Regions from separate parts of the Mus musculus genome. Here region 2 is linked to region 1. The links are chromatin contacts, called in public Hi-C maps. All regions are on one chromosome and are shown on one strand. Each heading gives the region's core, a stretch centred on a gene start, on an enhancer-like site or on the middle of the called end of the contact. The rest is flanking DNA. Distances are from core to core; before and after follow the strand shown. Region 1 has its middle 5.8 kb from the start of Galnt18. Region 2 has its middle 76 kb from the start of Galnt18.

What was found. Hi-C and Micro-C count contacts between places; a contact is called where the count stands out from the background.
Region 2: a contact with region 1 is called in a Hi-C map of cortical neurons, with 2.2 times the contacts expected there. The contact joins two enhancer-like sites. A contact is called at or near these places in 4 of 39 promoter capture datasets (the 3T3-L1 cell line, epiblast stem cells, hippocampal neurons and 1 more), 21 of 484 Hi-C or Micro-C datasets (cerebral cortex, cortical neurons, embryonic fibroblasts and 5 more), 3 of 115 datasets of contacts at active chromatin or transcription factors (SST interneurons, craniofacial prominence and neural progenitor cells) and 1 of 9 other capture datasets (adipose tissue).

What each region holds. Positions count from the first base shown.
Region 1 is chr7:111,784,091-111,787,461 of GRCm38.p6, reverse strand. No RefSeq gene overlaps it. Among named protein-coding and RNA genes, the nearest start is that of Galnt18, 5.8 kb to the right of the region's middle. Within about 2 kb of position 1,706, at least 13 of the 459 cell types and tissues checked have an H3K27ac peak or open chromatin away from gene starts, as enhancers often do. A contact at or near this core is called in cortical neurons, where this site is marked.
Region 2 is chr7:111,854,546-111,857,916 of GRCm38.p6, reverse strand. It overlaps the pseudogene Gm45588. Among named protein-coding and RNA genes, the nearest start is that of Galnt18, 76 kb to the right of the region's middle. Within about 2 kb of position 1,561, at least 8 of the 459 cell types and tissues checked have an H3K27ac peak or open chromatin away from gene starts, as enhancers often do. A contact at or near this core is called in cortical neurons, where this site is marked.

The DNA.
Region 1 (3,371 bases), core at 457-2,956:
GTCACTGGAATAGAGACAGGGAGCTTCCCGCTGAACTTTGGAGGACTTGAGTGTCAAGGATATTTTGGTAAGATAAGTCTAAATTTTCACTGTATTCAAATTAATTTGTAGTGTAAATTTTTTTTGCTTATTGATAATGCACCCAGAAATTTTGTTAAACTATCTTATGAAATACAATAAACTGGCACTTGGTTTTCTACACACATGATCATATCATGAGACTAATAGTTTGATTTTTACGAATTTTAAGTATTTGGGGGAAGATTAATATCCAAATTGATTTAGGAAAAGGAAGTGAAAAATTCTAGCTTCAATTCCCACAGGATTCTTCTGATACACAGGGTCTGTTGTTCTTTTATACTAACAGATGACTAATAGTTAAAGTAAAAACATTATTCATTAATTTATTAGTTATTTATGCAGCGCTGTGATAGGTGCTGATGTTATTGTTTTGAACAAAAGTCAGGTTTATCGATGTTTCCCAGGAGCCCATGGGCAAAATGGTTATCAATTCATAGTCTAGATGAGAGACAAAGGGAGAATCTTGGTAGCAGACAAGGTGAAAGGTGGACTTTTTTTGTCACATGTAATTGGTAGTAGACACAGCCAACATGACTCGGTCATAGTGTCTGAGAATCAAAGGAGAGGGGGCTGTCAAGTTTTGCATGAACACTGGTCATTTGTTGAGTTCGAGAACACTGAAGGACCAGGTTAGGAGGTAAGTGGGGAGAAGGGCAACTCATGAGCTTGTTTTAGCGTTTGGATTCTGGATGCTCTTGTGCTGTGTCAGGTGGGTGCTGGGAGTGTAGCTTGCAGCCTGGAGAGAGACCTGGCGGAGCTCATGTGCATATAGTTAGCAGTAGGTGACAGTTTGTGTGACTGGAATGGACAAGGACTGGAGAGAGACTTAGACTGACTCTTGGGAACAGCAACGCTTAGTGACTAGAGGAGGGTAACAGCAGGGAAGCAGGAGGTCACGGAGGTCTTAGTAGTGAGAATGAGATGGTGGGACACGACGGGATGATAGCAGTGTTCAAGGTAGGGGAAAAGATGAAGAAGATAGAAATGTCATTAGACCTAACTACATCCAGATAATTGGCAACATTGTTTAGAGCTGAAGAGAGAGCAGGCAGTGAAATATTTATGATAACATATTGAAAAACAAACAAATCTGCGTGTTTGGGTTTTAAAGTACAATCTGATAGCAGGAAAATCGGTGAGATGGGAGTTAGCTTTTCTAATGCACACATGTTCAACATGGCGGGCCTCCTTCTTCCGTAGCTGTGGAGACCTTTCGAGATATCAGGTTGGGTGACAAGGACTCCTATCTGTTCAACTACTTGAGGGCAGAATATAACTGTATTCTGAAGCGGGTCAGGCCCCTCATGACATTTACAAGTGAAGTCTGTGGACATTGGGTGAGTCTTCTGGCCTCTATGAGTTTGGACTCTCTGACAGGACTTTGATTGAAGTGTTCCCTATGAATCTGTCCTGCCTCGTCCAAGAATCCATAGGCACCTGGTGAGGCGATGTTAGCTGGGCTTGCTCTTCTGAGCAGTCTGTGCTCTTGTGCATCTGTCGTTTTGTCTTGGAACCAGAATTAGACAAATCCTTTGATGACATATTCCACATCTCTGGAGGAGGGGATCTCAGCGTGCTGCAAACCCAAGCTGCCCCAAGCTCTGGGCTCTAGCTCTGTCAGAAGCAGATTGCAGACTTACCTCCCAGCTGCTACTTGCCACTTGCAATTTGGGCTTTCCACCGAAATCACTCTGTTCCCGAGCAAGCCAGTCACCTCGCTGTTGAGAGAAGTTGGTGGGACTGTTGAATATTTTATTCGCCATCTGGCAGACAATACAACCCGGAGCATGCCTATGGGCGGATGGTGTCCCAGGCTGCTGTGTACCAGTATGGAAAAGGCCACTGCTCCTCATGTCTGGCAGGCACCTACGATTCCTCACAGGGGACTCCCACTATTTCTGAGGCTGAGAATGAGGGATCAGGGTAGAGTAAAGCTGAAGGGGCCTCCTGACTTTATGCCTGGGCATCCAGGTAGCCACCAGGTATTTTCTAATGGAGAATTTCATGGCTTAGCTATGACCCTTCCTGCGTTCCTACGCTCCATTCCAGGCTGTTCCAGGGCACTTGCTCTTGCTCTGAGGCCTCTGGTTCTATCTGTGTAGAGGGACTCTAGAAATGTCATGTCCAACCAGACTGTTACTTTCAAAACGTGTGTGTGTGTGTGTGTGTGTGTGTGTGTGTGTGTGTGTGTGTGAGAGAGAGAGAGAGAGAGAGAGAGAGAGAGAGAGAGAGAGAGAGAGAGAGAGAGAGCACACTTTGCTCTTCCTCGTTCAGGAGGCAATGTTCAAGTAGGGCTTAGGCACTTTCCCATTTCCAGTTTTCTTTCCCAAAGCAATACTTCCAGTGTCTGTCACTTGTAAGTCTAATTATTGATCTCTCCATGGAAGATGGTTATCCATAAACTATCACTGCAGTAGAAGGTACTCTAGGCTCAAAGTCAGAGGCCTCTACCATGTTTATTCTTTTAATGCTTGACATTTAATACAGTCCTCTTAACCACAAAGTGGCAACCTCGATGCCTGGGCAGAAGGTCATCAAGTTGCTATAAAGGTCAAGAGGAGACTCATGTGGTCAGGACCTTGCCAGCTTCCCTGCCTGCAGGTCTGGGTGGCCTAATGAGACACAGCCAGACCTTGTAGATCAACCTGACTCATTTTTACTTATAGAAATAGCATAGAAAAATGTCTATGCATCCCTTCACAGAATAAAACATTTGGAAGTATACATTTAGTTCCTGGGTTGCATGTGTATGTTATATAATATGTATAATTATGGACTGAGAGTGAATTATCATCATTTATTATTAAGTAAAAAATGCTGAGCACGATCTGAACTAGCATGTGTTGAATACTTAGCACAGCTGAGCGCCAAGTCTTACACATTTTCCTTTACATCATCTTCAAACAATCCCATCAGTGGAGATGACACCTTCCAGGTGAGGGGGTAGGGATATGAGACATAAATCACCCACAAACATTCCCATAGCTAGGGTGTGGCAGGAGCAGAACTCAAAACCAGGCCTGTGGCTTTCATGGATATGAACACTGTGAAGATACCACATTGATCAACATCACTGTGAGACTGTTCTCATGTGTGGGATGGAGAGATGGCTCGGTGGCTAAGAGCACTTGCTGCTATTGCAGGGGACCTTGGTTCAGTTTCCAGCACAGATGTCAGACAGCTCACAACCCTTATACCTCTAGCATCAGGGGATCTTACTCCCTGTCTGGTTCCCATGAATACCTGCATACATCACGTACACACATATGTGCATGCACACACACACACAC
Region 2 (3,371 bases), core at 312-2,811, 71 kb before region 1:
CACAGTTTTTTTTTCTTGTCTATAAAGCATTGAACCCCCTGTACACAACTCACTCCTTTTAAAGAAAAAAATTGAAATGTAAAATTTGTTTTTAAGCTGTACAGTGTCTTTTTTGTTTGTTTGTTTGTATGGTTAACACACTACCGAATGTGTCTTTAGACAGCCCTGTCCTGGTGGTGTTTTCAATAGCCACTAACCTTGCCTGGTACAGTCTGGGGGTTGTAAATTGGCATGGCAATTTAAAGCAGGTTCTTGTTGGTGCACATCACAAATTAGTTATATATGGGGACAGTAGTTTGTTTCTTGTTTTTTTTTCTTTTGGTTTTATTTTTGGGTTTTATTTATTTTTTCATCTTCAGTTGTCTCTGATGCAGCTTATACAAAGATAATTTTTGTTCTGTTAACTGAATACCACTCTGTAATTGCAAAAAAAAAAAAAATGTGGCTGTTTTGTTGACATTCTGAATGCTTCTAAGTAAATACAATTTTTTTAAATTAAAAAAATAATAAATAAACCCAGGTTGCTGCTTTGAACGTATTCTCAATCAGTTCCTGCCTGCAATGGTCTTCTGAGGGAAGGTGATGTCTCCCTTCCTCCTGGAGACTGGCACTCCCCAGGTCCCTCTGACCTGACATCCTGTTGACAGCGGCTGGCTTTAAGGATTTCCTTCCCAAGCAGAACCTTGTGCTGTTGAGACGCAGTGGTGCCAGGTGGCTGAAGGCTATGCTGATTAGTAGGGATAAGATGGCGTTCCTTTTGCACCTGTGGCCATTGACGCTAACTAGATCCCTGAGGAGCTGAGCCCTTGCCATGGGAACCAATTACAGACAGAGAGGGTGTTACGGTGCTGGTGAAGTAGACTCACCTGGTTTCTAGTCTGGCCTCTGCCATTTACAGGGCAAATGGCTTGATTGATGGGAAAGGGTGGGGATTCCCATGGAGAAGCGGAGAGGACGGCATCCTGCATCCTCTGTGGGAGAGGCACTGTGGGCCAGCACTGTAGGGCTGGCACCTCTAACTCAGATGTCTGTGGTGCACTAGCCTGTCCTCCCCAACGCTCTGCCTCCCGTACTCAGGACACCCTGAAGTGAGAGACACTGGTGTGTCTTAACTAAGGGTATAATGTATATGGAACATATCCCAGACCTCCCTTCCCCTCTTTACCTCCCCACCCCTTACCCCTTTCTCCTCTTTTTTTCTCCTATTTCTATTCTTTTTCCTTTACTTTCATGCCATGGATACCTATGTGATTCTATGTATCTATTAAACCTTGGTGCCATAAAAAAAGAGAAAGCATTATTTGTCTTTCTGAGACTGGTTTAGTCATTTAATCTAGTCATCTCTAGCTATGCTGGTTTCCTGCAAATGACTTAACCGTCATTCCATCGTGGATGCAGGCCCCATTGTCTCTAATCAGCCTCTGCTGATAATTGCCCAGGTTGGTTCTCTAGTTGCTTGTCACGAAAAGCACTTTGGGGACACGGTGTGCTGGTATCCCTGTGATATGTTGACATGGAGTCTTTTGGGAGTGGTATAGCTGGGTTGTGTGGAAGATCTAATTTTAGTTTTTGGTGTATCTTTTAAAGTCACCCTTAGCAACCGAGGAGCTGGGCGATTTTCGCTTCAGTATAGTTAAGGTTTGATAACTCTCCGCACAGGCTTCCAACTGGCAGGCGTAACCTTGAGAGGTGGTTCTGTCCCTGTTCTTTAAAATGTTTTACTCTCTCCTGAGACATATATTTTTGTTATTGCTGTTGTTGTTGTTTTGTGCAGGAACAACCTTTTCTATCAGAATGACCTTCACCCATTGTTGAGGTACCCTGAGAATTCAGATGTGTGCATTGCATTTAGACTTGGCTCTTGCCTTGAGTGCAGCAGAGAACTAGCAAGCTGTTGTCATGGGCATCCCGGGACCACTCTGTGGTCCCTACTCCTACAGGAGTGGTTGCATCTACTTGGGGGCCGCACTGATGTGATAATTACTCTATTAATGATGGCCTCTCACAGCCCCAGTCTTCAGTTACTCTTAAAATCCCCTTTGCGTCTGCCAAATGGTGTAGCCTAGCTCCATTTCACAGACACCCAGACTCCGAGATTCATTGGCCATCAGATCGCCTATCATGAACACAGACTCAGACATTGCTTGACTAAGAGACAGCCCCTTTGGGTCAGAATCCATGTTTTCTGACTTGGTCCAGGGCTCCATTTACTTCCTTACTGTGAACTTGAAAGTGAGGGAGTTCACAGTAACTCCTCTTGACTTAGTGTGGTTGTTTGTGATATAGTTGCATGAACGCTACTTAATTGATTCTCTGCTTCCACCCCTCTCTTTCTCTGCAAGTCTGAGCTGGAGCAGGGCATGCTTGGTAGGCGTGGGGCACACAGGTGGCTCATTGCCTTGTGCCCTAGGGCTGCAGTAAATTGCTATTATCTGGTCTCCAGCCTCTGGCAGAGATGGGGAGGGGAGGCCGAGAAAGTGACATTTCTGTAAATAACCACACCTGGTTCTGAGAGCAGGAGGATTGGCATGTCCCTGTAGCCTCATCAATTCCCATCAACCTTTTGCAGGGGGAGCCCCAGGGGAGAGACTGTCTTCACACCTTTATGGTTATTTATAGCCACCTCATCTCGTCCACACTCAGGGGGGTTCTGGTTCAATTGGTAACAGTCTCCTTCCACATGGGCTTAGAACCTTCCGGGAACATGTTGCTTAGCCCTCTACTACACAGACCAGAGGGCATAGCAGCCACTGAGTCAAAGTGAGGACAGGAAGAGGAGACTTGGATATGAGGCCTGAATTTCTCAGCTTTGTATATCTGTCTCTCAGGGCTAATTGGCTAGCCAGTGTCAGGGTTCAATGACCATGATTTACAAGCAAATGGCCTGGGTTCAGAACACTGATGGCTGTTTTCTTGAAGCTTCTATCTCAGTTTTTCATCTGTAAAATGGGATAATGCTCCCTCTTAGGGTTATTGTGAAGTTTGAATGCAAGATAACTAGAAGTCCTATGCTCAGAGAGGGTTTGATAGTTGAAGTTATTATTAACTTGACTAGATTTAGAATCAACATAGAAGCATACTTTTTATATATAACTGAGGTAAGGCAGAGGGGACCCACACTTAATTTCGGTGGCATGGACCTGTTGTGGGCTATTCACCAGAGAAGACTGTTCAGACGTTTGTTTAAGCCAATAGAAAGTCTTTATTAGCTGGCCTGTGGCTACGCTGGATGTTCAGTATCCAAGTGTAGAACTGAGCCTTTCTCAGAGTGAGCTTTTAAGTACAAAAACCATGTCCTGGGTTGACATACTTCATTAACAAGAACAATTTGCCAGAAGTGGAACCACAGGAGCCTAAAAGCAAGGTCACTA